4 separate regions of the Mus musculus genome follow, and all the other regions are linked to region 1. The links are chromatin contacts, called in public HiChIP or PLAC-seq maps. All regions are on one chromosome and are shown on one strand. The core of a region is the stretch at or near the end of the contact, and the rest is flanking DNA. Distances in the headings are between cores, read along the strand shown.

Region 1 (2,798 bases), core at 127-2,626:
TACTGAACACTTCTTTAAACATTTCTCAGCCATTTGAGTTTTCTCTTTTGAGAATTATGTTTAGATCTGTACCCCAGTTTTTAATTGGGTTTGTTTTCTTGATACCTAAGGTTGTTTTCTGTTTAGTTATATATTTTGGATATTAGTCTTCTATCAGATGTAAATGGATAGAACTAGAAAAAGTTATCTTGAATAAGGTAACACAGAACAAGAAAACCAAGCCTGATCTTTTACACAATGAATAAAAGGCTAAAGTAGGGGGGTAACACCCTATGTCTAAAGAGAAGTAGTTTCCCTCCTGCCTATTTCCCAAAGGCAGGAGGAAAAAAAATACACATTCATGAACAGCATCAATATGTTTTTATAGTGATAACCTATATAGATAAGGTGTTAAAGTTTTCTAATGTATATTCATTTATCTATACAAAATATTTACACAAACACCTATAACTTATCCTACCTGCCTTTGGCGGTCTGGTGAGATGAGATCTCAGACTGTGGGTCTCACTGACCTGGAACTGAACAATTCTTCTGCAATGGGCATGGCCATGGCCACCTTCTTTACTAAGAGAAAATTCTATGGTACAAACAGACAGACAGACAAACAGGCAGGCAGGCAATCCAGATCTTACTGGGTACCTTAGACTCAGGGAAAGGTCAAAGGTCTTGGAAGTTTACTTGTCATTCTCTGGAATGGGTAATTCTTATAATTAAAGGTAACAAACGTCTGCTGTGGTAGTGTCTGCCTTTAGCAATCAGTAAACAAAGGCAGGGCCATCTCTGTGAGTTCAAGGCCAACATGGTTTACATAGGGCATTTCAAGCCAGGTAGTGAGACTACCATAACCACTACCACCACCACCACCACCACCACCACCACCACCACCAAAGCAGAAATCAATAAAGGATCATTAGACAGCAACTTGCTAAGGTTCAGCCTTCTGTACTAAAGGAGTGTCTTTCCCTTTGCTATGGCATTGCATTTGCTGAAGCAGAAATGTGTGTCACTATGTCCCAAAGGCAAAAATATATACATTAAACAAACAGGAAAAAAAAAAGACAAAAGAAAAACCCACCAACAGTCACACACTGCAGGTGTACAGATTGTCCCCCAGCCGGCCTCTCTGTGCCGACATCCTGTGAGGTTGCTGCATCTGTGAGGAGCAGGGGAGAGAGAAAGGCTTCCTCAGGGAGCAGAAGTCAACATTTTTTAGAATTTATCATAATCTTGCAGGGCCTCTGTGTCCTCAGACTAAGTCTTCCCTCTTTGGGAGCAATCTCTCCCTGTCAGCTATCACACCTCCAGTGTAGATGCCCTCTTGCCACTTTCCTAGGTGGCCTATGAACTCATGAAGGCAGCAACTGTGGTACCGTGTACTAAACAGAACCTCCCTTGAGACAAATCTACAAAGCATTTCTTCATTGATGTGACACAAAACACTAACTTTTGGAGAGTGGGCAGAAAATTCTAGAATTTCTATTCATGCTTACCTTTTAGCCAGAAATATAAGCGATGCCAACATTTATTATCTCTTAAGGCCTAGATTAGAGAGTTATATACATATAAAATATAAAACTATAATATAAAAATATAAAATGAAAAAAGTCTTGTTATGACTATTTGTTTTTGTTTTTCTGTGTTGATTAAAAATATTTGGAGATCACAGCTTCAGTGGTGAGTTAATGATTATTGCTTGAAAAATCAGTAACTCAAAAGAGTTTTAACTTTAAATAGGAAAACCTAATGCCTAAGAAAAATATGGGATATTTGTTTTAACCAATAAGCAAATATACATACTGTGGCCAGCTTGTATATTAAAGCTTACATACAGGATCTTGAGAGTTATTTTAGCTTTCAAAGATCATTCCCCATGCATGTATGGAGAAGGATTTTGAGGAAGCTGAAATTCTAATGGTCACAGTATAATATGACTAAAGAGACAGGCTACGGGGAGCTGGGCACTCCCTGACTTCTGGCAATGAAATTTGACACCATTTTTTTCTGAAGGATATCTTGACAAATTTATCAAGACTTTTAAAACATACTTGAGACAGATCTGGAAGGGCCTAAAGACATTGGGAAGGAGAAAAAAAAAGGAGAGACCCCCCCCCAAAATAAAACAAAAACAAACAAACAAACAAACAAACAAAATCCTGAATGAAAATCTCTGGTCCGGCAAGGCCATCTTTGAAGTTTAAAGATTTATGTAGCTATTTACCCAGAAGAATGATAATCATATTATATCTAATACTAACAGTCATATTCAACCCTAGTGCCAACCATATTTAACTTTTGATACATGTTTTATAGCAAGTCAATGTAGCAAGAGCCAACCATTAAATTTGATAGGCAGACACAGATGTAATTACATTGAAAGTTAGTTCTGTAAAATTAGAATGGGTCATCCAGAGTGAGTCTATCAGTATGAGGCCACATAGGAAAAGCCTGCCTAGAGAAGGCGGGGCTGTAGAAGTACATGTCCACTTTAATCCCAGCACTCAGGAGCCTGGTCACGTGGAGCTCTGATTTGGAGGCTAGCCTGGCCTACTGAGTGAGTTCTGGGACAGTCAGGACTACACCGAGAAACCCTGTCTTGGAACACCAGAAGGGGGGGGGGGTTGGTCAGGTGTAGATTTGTGTGACCACCACAACAGTCAGAACCAGTAGTCATCACCTCAAAATCCACTTGGGCTGCAGGTTGGAGTCATGTGGCCTTGTTCCTGGCCTGCACCTGAGTTTAGGAGATTCTTGCTGCCATATTTCCCCTTCCCATAGTGTTATGTCAATGTAGTCAAGCA
Region 2 (2,798 bases), core at 196-2,695, 990 kb before region 1:
AAATAATTAAAAAGAGAAATCTCGGGAAGCTGAGCACATTTCTTTGTTTACTTCTAGACATCAGTATCACCTGCTTGGAGTAGAAGGAATGGTGCTAAAAGTGAGGTGGCTGAGCCTGTCAGCAGGACACGTTACCCTATGGCCTTTTGAGCATTATGTATCATTTAATGTATCATCTATTAGGCCATCTGTAAGACATGGATGATGACAGGAAGGATTCATTGGCTGGCTTTGTTTGTTTGCTTGCTTGCTTATTAAAGAGAATGCTGGCAACAGGTGCTTCTTGTTCCAGACATACAGCTAGACTGTTGTCCCATCCTCATTTCACACATGAGGAATGCAGGACCCAGTGGGAACAGGTGACTCACCCACCCTCAGACAGGAAGCCAGGGCACAGCTGCCTGACAGAAGTTCAGTGTTGCAGGGATCCCAAGGGCCAAGACTCAGGGTGAAATCAAAGCTGTGTGATAGCTAACACCAAATGTCAATTCGACCAGAACTTGAGTCGGTATGGAAACGATCCTTTAAATAAGTCTAGATTTGGTTCATTGAGGTGGAAAAAGACACCCTGAAAGTGGAAGGTATGATTCTATGGGCTGGGGTTTCGATTTGAATGAAATGAGAAAGTGAGGTTGAACATCTTTCATTATGCCTGCTTCCTGATTACAGATGTAATAGGACGCATCGCCTCCTGCACCTACCCTGCCACCATGGCCTGTGTACTCTGGAACTTTAGGTCTAAATTCATACTTCCTCTGTAGGTCACTTTAGCTGGGAATTTTATCACAGCAGATAGAAAAGCTACTAGCGTAGGTTGGAAAGGAAATGTGGAGCAAGTAGTGAACCTGTGTCAGTCAAAACCACCAATGTCAAACACATGGTGCAGGTAACTTTTCCCTCACTGCCTGTCCCCTATGTCTATCAAATGGAAATTATGCATTTGTCATTTTCAATCACCTGACTATATAGTTTTCCAGGTCCCATCTACTCAGCTCAATGACCTTAACACACACCAAAACATGTACTGGTAAAAAACATTTTATGTTGCTATCCTCCAGCGATTAGATCTATCGATGTCATCGTCTCTCCTATGTGCTTTCTAAGTTCAGGGGCTTACGTTGTGCTGGACAAGCATCCAAGTGACAGCAGATGTAGTTGGCCTTCCTGAGCTTGCTTCATTCTACCTCCCATGGTTGGAGTTCCCATCTTTCCGTAGTCTCTGTTTCTTGCCTCCCTGTTTCCACAGCATACAGAGTCCAGACCTTTAATGGCACTCAGGCTCCGACACCGGGTCCCATTCGTTCATTCCAATTTTCCATGTTCTTCTTCCTCACATATACACTAAATTTTAAGCTATACCCAGACTCAGTGTTAAAGTCTAAATTCAGGAGGCCAAACTGGCTTGTCTACCTAGTAGGAACCACTAGAATGTTCCTCTGTTCTGCCACACCCTCTCAGTCTCAGACTTGCCCTGTTGAAAGCATCACCTTCCTCGTAGTTTCAAAACACGTGCCCTTGCCTTCCTCCTACCTCCTTAGATGGCCCTTTGCCAATCTCTCTCTGTGCCCTGGAGTGTGAGCCTGGAGGAACAACTTGCATTACTTGAGATGAAATTAGATGCAGATGCTAGAAGGGAGTAATACTATAGAAAGAAGCAGAAGAAAAAAACAAACCAAGCATACAAACAAACCACCAGCTTTTGGCTTCCGATGAAAGTATGTCTACATAGCTTCAAATCAGAGCTGTGCGGCTGGTTCTCCAGAGTAGCACCTGGAACGCTGTTTACCAACCCTTTCTCTTGTCTGTTCAGTTGCTTGCGATGCTTTGAAGTCTGCAAAAACTACTATCTCCAATCAGAGCTGGGTTTCCTCTCCAGACAGGAAGACTGCCCTTCAACAGAGAAGCTATGCTTCTATTTGTGGTCTGACTATAGCTATGACTCATCCAGTCAAGCCAGAGGCTGTTTTGATCCTTCGCTGTCCAGAGTCTGTTTACAGTTGTAATTTTCTCTCTTTCCTTTCGTCTTGCTCTCTCCACTCTTCTGAATTATCAGAAGAGTCATACACATTTGACAAGTAGAACCTGTACAGGAGAGAGTATTACAAGTGAACACACTTTCTCATGACACCCACAAATAAATGCTTGTGTTTACAGGTCTGATGACGGAGTTCCAGTAATGACTTGGCCTTTTTTTTTTTTACTTGATTAAATATTCCCCTGGGCCTGCCAGTCTGGACTTCGGTTATTTAACGAGGACGTTGGAACACAACCTCAAGACGTCTGCAAAACTGACCTTTTCTTAAGGTTTACTCCCAGAGCAAAGTAAAGCTTGCGTTAGACTGGATGGCTCCGGGATACCAGTTTGTAATTCACGCTCCTCAAATCCCACCAGAACCACGGAGAACCATGGGGCATATGATGGAAATTCCACGTTGCACTTGGAGAAATGGAAATTAAAGAGGAGAAGGCAACTTGTCACAAGTCACAAGAGTAGTCACAACACAACAGTGTCTCACTGAAGGGCTTGCACTGAACATCGATCAGCTCGAGGTTGACTGTCCACAGTGTACAAACTTCCTGGGTCATTTTATGGCACTGCTATGCACTCTCTTCTCTTCTGCTCAGGAATGTCACTGGCTAGAGGGACCATGGACCAGAGCAGGTAAAATGAAAGACAAGCACAAAACTGACCTATTTTTTTAAGAGCTGTCTTACTGTTAGACTTGGACACGATACAGAACACTCTTAAGAGCCATGAGTGATCTGAAAGTGTACCACCTCAGAGGCGCCACACCTAC
Region 3 (2,798 bases), core at 126-2,625, 650 kb before region 1:
TTGGTCTTCCTGAACCCTAGCTGGCTGGTTCAACTCTCCTGTCCTGCTCTCCATGAACTCTAGAATATCCTGTACTGTGCGCTTTTCTTCCGGTGCTGTCTGTCTCTCCATTAAGCAGCTTTCCTTTCCCCCTCCTCTCTTTGGAGAGTTGGGCATATCCTATTCTGTCAAATCTTTCTCTGATTCATCACGTTTCCTGCCACTCAATTCAAACATGAGTGCTTCCTTCTACAAGCTAATGTTACCTTCATTGTTTGGGACTAAAGGTGTGTGCGAAGGGTATGTTTGTATTCCAGCCAGATGGATTAAAGGTATGTGCTAAGATCTGAACCACACCCTAACTAGAAGCAGGTTCAAGTATCCCGTACCAAGAAGTGTCCTTGGGCCTCATGATACACTCATCCTTGCCAGAGGCTTAGAGATGCCAAAAATGTTTAGGAGTCCTCATTCTTGATATGTTTCTTAAATGACTTTAAGGTCGCCTCTCCTAAAAAAGCAATGTTAGTGTAGCAACAAAAACTCCTTTATGAAAAAAAAAAAAACTTATGGTCACATGAATAGCATCTCTAGCCTGGGTGTAGACCTCACATCACAGTTGGAATGTGCCAATCATTTGGCCAAGGGATCCCCTCTTGAAAGGCAGCTCATCCCTCACCACTGTGAACAGTCAGATGGAATAGTAACTCTTTAATGAGATGCTGCAGCTTTCCTTACCATAACTCCTGTTCTTAGTGTAGAACCTTACCAGGCCACAGCCATACAGCTTTGCAATGGAAGTCTGCCTGCTGTTCTGAATCATTCAGACAAGGGTAATGTCTCCCTTTCTTTTCTATAGGAGAGGAAGGAGGAGGAGGAGGGGGAAAAGGGGAGGAGGAAGAGGAGGAGGAAGAGGAGGAGGAGACCTGTGTCACAGAGCAAGACAGAAAATGATCACTTTGAATCAATTTTCAAAGACAAGATGATGCTGGAATTGGTCATATAGCATTTAGGCATAAAAATGTGAACAAGATATTTCAGTACCAGGCATAGAATCAGAAAGGCAAGGTCAAACATGATTTCTTGGGGACTATAAAGGAGGCCAGGATCAGTATAGTATTAGACAGAATGCATGGGGTCAGACAACTGGGGTCAAACACAAACCTAATTCACAGAATTTCTACATGTAAAGGTTTAGACAATTCTATGATTTTAATTTATGAGCAACAATTAGTGTGTAGGAACAGTCACACATGAGGCATCATGGAAAGACAGACTGGACTGACTTACATACGTTACAGCCACTTGAATTGTCCCTCACTCCTATGGCATGTGGCAGTCTGGGAAAGAACATGCTGGGAGCCTGACTCTGGCTTTCTAGCAAACTATGACAAAGACAGGCTTCATGCTCTGCCGGCTTCTGTCCTGTTGTGCTTTGCCAAGTCACTGAAGCCCACAACCCTTGGTCGGCTCAGAGCCCAGAGCTGTATCTGTGTTTCCAGGACAGCTAGCTAAACACAATGCCTCTCAGAGCTACTCTATTTCTTGAGGAGAAAACACAATCAACAAATTTGTTGTCAGGGCAGATTTGTGAGGCTGGCAGTTTGAGATCTAATTTTAAAGCTTGTCCAAATTTTGGAGAGGAAACCTGCCATTTCAACAGGAAGAAAAGGAATGAAGATTAAGGAGGTCTAGCTCAGTCAGGATAGATATTTTTTTAAAAGATTATAAAAGGGGGAGCACCATGGCTCACACTGTACAGAAAAGTGGAGTATGCTGGCTTCAGAAGGATTTACGCTGGACCTCTTTCTGGAAACAAGTGCCAGGAAGTCATCTGTAATAAGCATTGCCTAACAGACAAAAAGACAGGGATGGCTCCAAGTTCAAGGTGTCTCTCCTAAATCATGTGATAGAAAATGCAGATGTGTTCACATCTGGAGCAGGAAACATGGTTTACTCTTTAGGTTGTATTTTAGCTGAGCCATGCTTTAATTTAAGCTCCTCTTTCTTTCAGCTTTAGAAAGTAAGGCGCTTCACAGAGAGAGATATGGAACACGGGGTGTGGCTAAAACCCACAACACTCAGGGAGCAGATTCTCTGTTCACTTACTCATGGTGCTGCCTCCGCCTCTTCCCTGCTGCCAAAGACCTTTCAGGAAAAGCTGGTAATGGATGAGTGTGTAAGAAATAATGAAATAGCTAAGCAGTCTTTGCCTTTTGGGAGAAAGCCCAAAGTCCTTAGCAAGACCTCTGTCCATCTCAAAACCCGCCTTACTTCAAGCTGCTCTCTCGGTCTCTGACCACAGTGGCCTCTTTCAGGTCCTCAAGTCAGCAAGTTCCACTGCCTGAGACGTCTAACCTCCTGTCCACTCCTCAGCTCAGTAAGGCATCACTTCCTTAGGAATGAGTGCCGTGACCCTTCTGTCTGTTCTTTATTGGAAATGAAAATCCTAAACCAGACTGAAAGTCTGCTTCACTGACTGTTCAACATCCACAGCTTACAAACAGCAGCCTCCTAGATGAGTTTTGTTAATAGGTAAATATATTTTTTCCTTCCCAAAAAATAAGGTGTCCCCAATTTTCAAAACAGAGAAATTAGAGGTTAAATTACCTAACTGGGGTGAACCAAGAACATATGTTTTAGTCACTGGTTCAAATTAGATTATTATAAGGAACACATATAGGAACAATATATAAGTTTATTTTACTTAGAGAAAGCTAAATCAACCACAGTTTGTTCTGAGGTACCACAGCTTCCTGTTTCAGACTGAACCACACCAATACGAATGGCTCTGGAATGGTGACAGAGAGCAAAGACAGGCT
Region 4 (2,798 bases), core at 139-2,638, 630 kb before region 1:
ATGGGGCATTATGGAATGACTTCTCATTGAAGAAGGCTTTCAGCACCCCGTCACATTGGACTGACAGCCACTTCACACTCAAAACTGGGAGGGGTAAATGTTTCAATGAGTGAGAAGAGGTAAATATATTTCTCTCAGATTGCATGTGGTCCTGTAAATATTCCTTTGTATTCTTTTGCAGGATTGGAGCATATCTTAAAAAACAAACAAACTAATTTGAAACACTGAGAAAAAGAAGTTTAAGTCTTAAAAAATGGACTGTGTCTGCTACAACTATATTAATGTGAAATTTCAGGCTATCTTCTTGATGTTTAATACAATTGTGATATTTGTAATATAGTTTATAGTTGTTTTATCATTAGACATATAGTTAGAAATGCTTTAAATTCATATACTTTTTTGGTTAGAATAAGAAAATTAATTTTTTCATTTGTCACTCTTTTCGTAATTAGGCTGAAAACAAAACCACATCTCCAAACTTTACTGGCTTACTATCAAATGAAGCATACTCTGTTTGAAAAATGATGCCATACCTCTGAGAATTTTATGCCAACAAATGGCATTTCACTGTAGAAAACACACTGAGGGTTGCGGAAAATAGATTAAAGCATGTGAACATTATTACAAGTCCACTGGATTCGAATGAGAAGTAGATTTTTATATTATAAATTCAATATAAGTCAACACACTTATTCTTCTATATTAACTTTCCCTTTTGTTTTGTTTAAGTCAGAAAGGACCACTTAACAGGATGTCAAGCAGCACAAGGGATCTAAGAAACATACTTTGGCAAAATAAGGATGGGGTCATGAGAGGGGCACAGTGGCTGGCTAGGCAGCAGTAGCAGCTGTCTTATTCTGGTTCAAAGTGCAGCACAAGAATGTATATCCTGAGCCTATAAGGCATCTGGAGAGTTAGACAGCTATCCCAGGTATGGGACATCTTTGATCACCAGCCTACAGTGAAAGCCTGCTCCAGAAAGAAAAATATTTCGTTTTCAATCTCCTTCACGTCAGCTCGTTGTCCAGTACTTCAGTGTGCTTTTGTGTGACAAGAAGAAGTGGACTAGTCACCACTAGCGCTTCTTACCATGACTGAGGAATTTCCCGGGTTCAACAGTCTAAGGCACCATGTGTGGCACACTGCAGAGAAAAGTGCTACCGAAATATGCAAGGGAAGTCACATCTAAAACACCTCTGCAAGAGTTTTCCCAGGAAAGGCAATTGAGAATGCAATTTTGACAGGTAGAGGGGGGAGGCAGAAAAATGCTGCTTTCTGCCCCACCCCCACCGCCAAAGAAAGGATGAACATCTGTGGCTTACTGGATGCAAACCACTGGCCTCAACGAGCATCTGTGTGCTCGCCACAGAAGCAGATGGCCTACATTCTCAGAAACAAGTCTCTCTTTACGTCTGGAGAATATTCTTCCAGAGTAGGTTGGGCTAATGTGCTGGACCCGGACCTGGGCCTGACCAGTTTTGTTACCTCCTTTAAATTCTTCCTATTCTTGGGATAAATTAGGGACACCAGCCTCAAGGGCAGCCAGTCTGACACCTTCCAATTCACAATCATAGGGGGAAAAAACAGCAAAGAACAAAAGTTAAAAATAGGTCTACAAACCAGCAACAGAAAACAAGGCGCCCAAATGTTCCCCCTTTACATTAACAAGAATATATAAACTATTCCTCAGGAGAGCATTCAGAATGCAGAGCAAGCAACTCAGGCAGAGGGTATCTTTGCTTTGAGAGGGACTCAGACAACACATTAGTAAAAGCATACCACAGCCTGTCACTTAGACAAAATCCTCAGTGCCTTAAACAGGAAAGGCCAGAGGAATGTCGGCAGGCCTCTAGGCACCAGGGCATGAAGGAAGCACAGTTGACTAGGCAGCAGGAAGCAAGGAGCTCTGGCACAGGGCCGGCATGCAGAGCTTCTAAGCAATGGATGCTTAGCAAATCAAATATTCCAGGAGCAGAGGTCCGGAAAGCTGATACACATACCAAAAGATTTCATATGTTACTACTGTCTGTGGCCAGCCTGGGATCCTGTGTACCTATCTTCTCTTTTCCACATGTAACAATGTCCTTAATGTTGGTGAAACCAAGTATATAAATCAGGTCTCCTTTATCTTGGGACACTACAAGGGCTTCCTCAATGTACTGAAACCTGTGGTTGTCATGCTAGTACTATAAATTTAAATGCCTTATGGATGTCTTAATAGTTGAGCTAAGCCTGAATAGCCAGACTGAATTCCAAATGCATGATAGGCGAGATGTAAGGAGAGACAGGCAGTCTAGGAAAACCAATAGGCTAAGCAAGTACAGGATATGAGCTTCCAGAGGTATTTTCAAGCCTGCTTGCTGTTTGTATTTGCTCACAAAAGTTATTTTAAAACATCTTCCTAGTAATAACTGTATGCAAAAGACATATTCAAGCAAGTCTATAAGGACATAGTCAGTACCTCAAACTCTGCTATCCTTCCCTTTGTGGTCCTTTTCCTCTCTTGTTAGTCCTTTGCTTTTTTGCTGGCTAGTTGTATGCCAACTTGACACATGGTATAGTCATCTGAGAGGAGGAAACCTCGACTGAGAAAATTCCCTCATAAGATCACGCTATAGGTGAGTCCATGGAACATTTCCTTAATGATTGATGTAGGAGGTTACCGCCCACTATGGGTAGTGTGCCATCCCTGGGCTGGTGGTCCTGACAAGACATTCCTTCCATTATTCTTCTGTTTTTGCTTTTAAGCTGAAACTCAGGCCATGGAGGAATGCAGCTTAGCGGCTTACTCCCCATAG

The links. HiChIP or PLAC-seq counts read pairs in DNA pulled down with a chosen protein or histone mark.
Region 2: an SMC1A HiChIP or PLAC-seq map of large pre-B cells shows a contact between it and region 1, with 5 times the contacts expected there. The contact joins two enhancer-like sites. A contact is called at or near these places in 2 of 15 datasets of contacts at CTCF or cohesin (large pre-B cells and pro-B cells), 2 of 484 Hi-C or Micro-C datasets (large pre-B cells and pro-B cells) and 1 of 115 datasets of contacts at active chromatin or transcription factors (large pre-B cells).
Region 3: a contact with region 1 is called in a CTCF HiChIP or PLAC-seq map of CD8 T cells, with 5 read pairs. The contact joins two enhancer-like sites. A contact is called at or near these places in 3 of 15 datasets of contacts at CTCF or cohesin (CD8 T cells, large pre-B cells and pro-B cells) and 1 of 115 datasets of contacts at active chromatin or transcription factors (large pre-B cells).
Region 4: a contact with region 1 is called in an SMC1A HiChIP or PLAC-seq map of large pre-B cells, with 2.7 times the contacts expected there. The contact joins two enhancer-like sites. A contact is called at or near these places in 2 of 15 datasets of contacts at CTCF or cohesin (large pre-B cells and pro-B cells), 1 of 484 Hi-C or Micro-C datasets (liver), 1 of 115 datasets of contacts at active chromatin or transcription factors (large pre-B cells) and 1 of 9 other capture datasets (embryonic stem cells).

The regions. Positions count from the first base shown.
Region 1 is chr16:24,258,354-24,261,151 of GRCm38.p6, reverse strand. The region is part of intron 1 of Gm31814 (a long non-coding RNA gene); the gene reads left to right. Among named protein-coding and RNA genes, the nearest start is that of Gm31814, 3.4 kb to the left of the region's middle. Within about 2 kb of position 1,376, at least 9 of the 459 cell types and tissues checked have an H3K27ac peak or open chromatin away from gene starts, as enhancers often do.
Region 2 is chr16:25,248,113-25,250,910 of GRCm38.p6, reverse strand. No RefSeq gene overlaps it. Among named protein-coding and RNA genes, the nearest start is that of Tprg, 37 kb to the left of the region's middle. Within about 2 kb of position 1,445, at least 81 of the 459 cell types and tissues checked have an H3K27ac peak or open chromatin away from gene starts, as enhancers often do.
Region 3 is chr16:24,913,173-24,915,970 of GRCm38.p6, reverse strand. All of the region lies in intron 10 of Lpp (LIM domain containing preferred translocation partner in lipoma), which reads right to left. Among named protein-coding and RNA genes, the nearest start is that of Gm52245, 27 kb to the left of the region's middle. Within about 2 kb of position 1,375, at least 143 of the 459 cell types and tissues checked have an H3K27ac peak or open chromatin away from gene starts, as enhancers often do.
Region 4 is chr16:24,885,646-24,888,443 of GRCm38.p6, reverse strand. The region is part of intron 9 of Lpp (LIM domain containing preferred translocation partner in lipoma); the gene reads right to left. Among named protein-coding and RNA genes, the nearest start is that of Gm22672, 2.9 kb to the right of the region's middle. Within about 2 kb of position 1,388, at least 19 of the 459 cell types and tissues checked have an H3K27ac peak or open chromatin away from gene starts, as enhancers often do.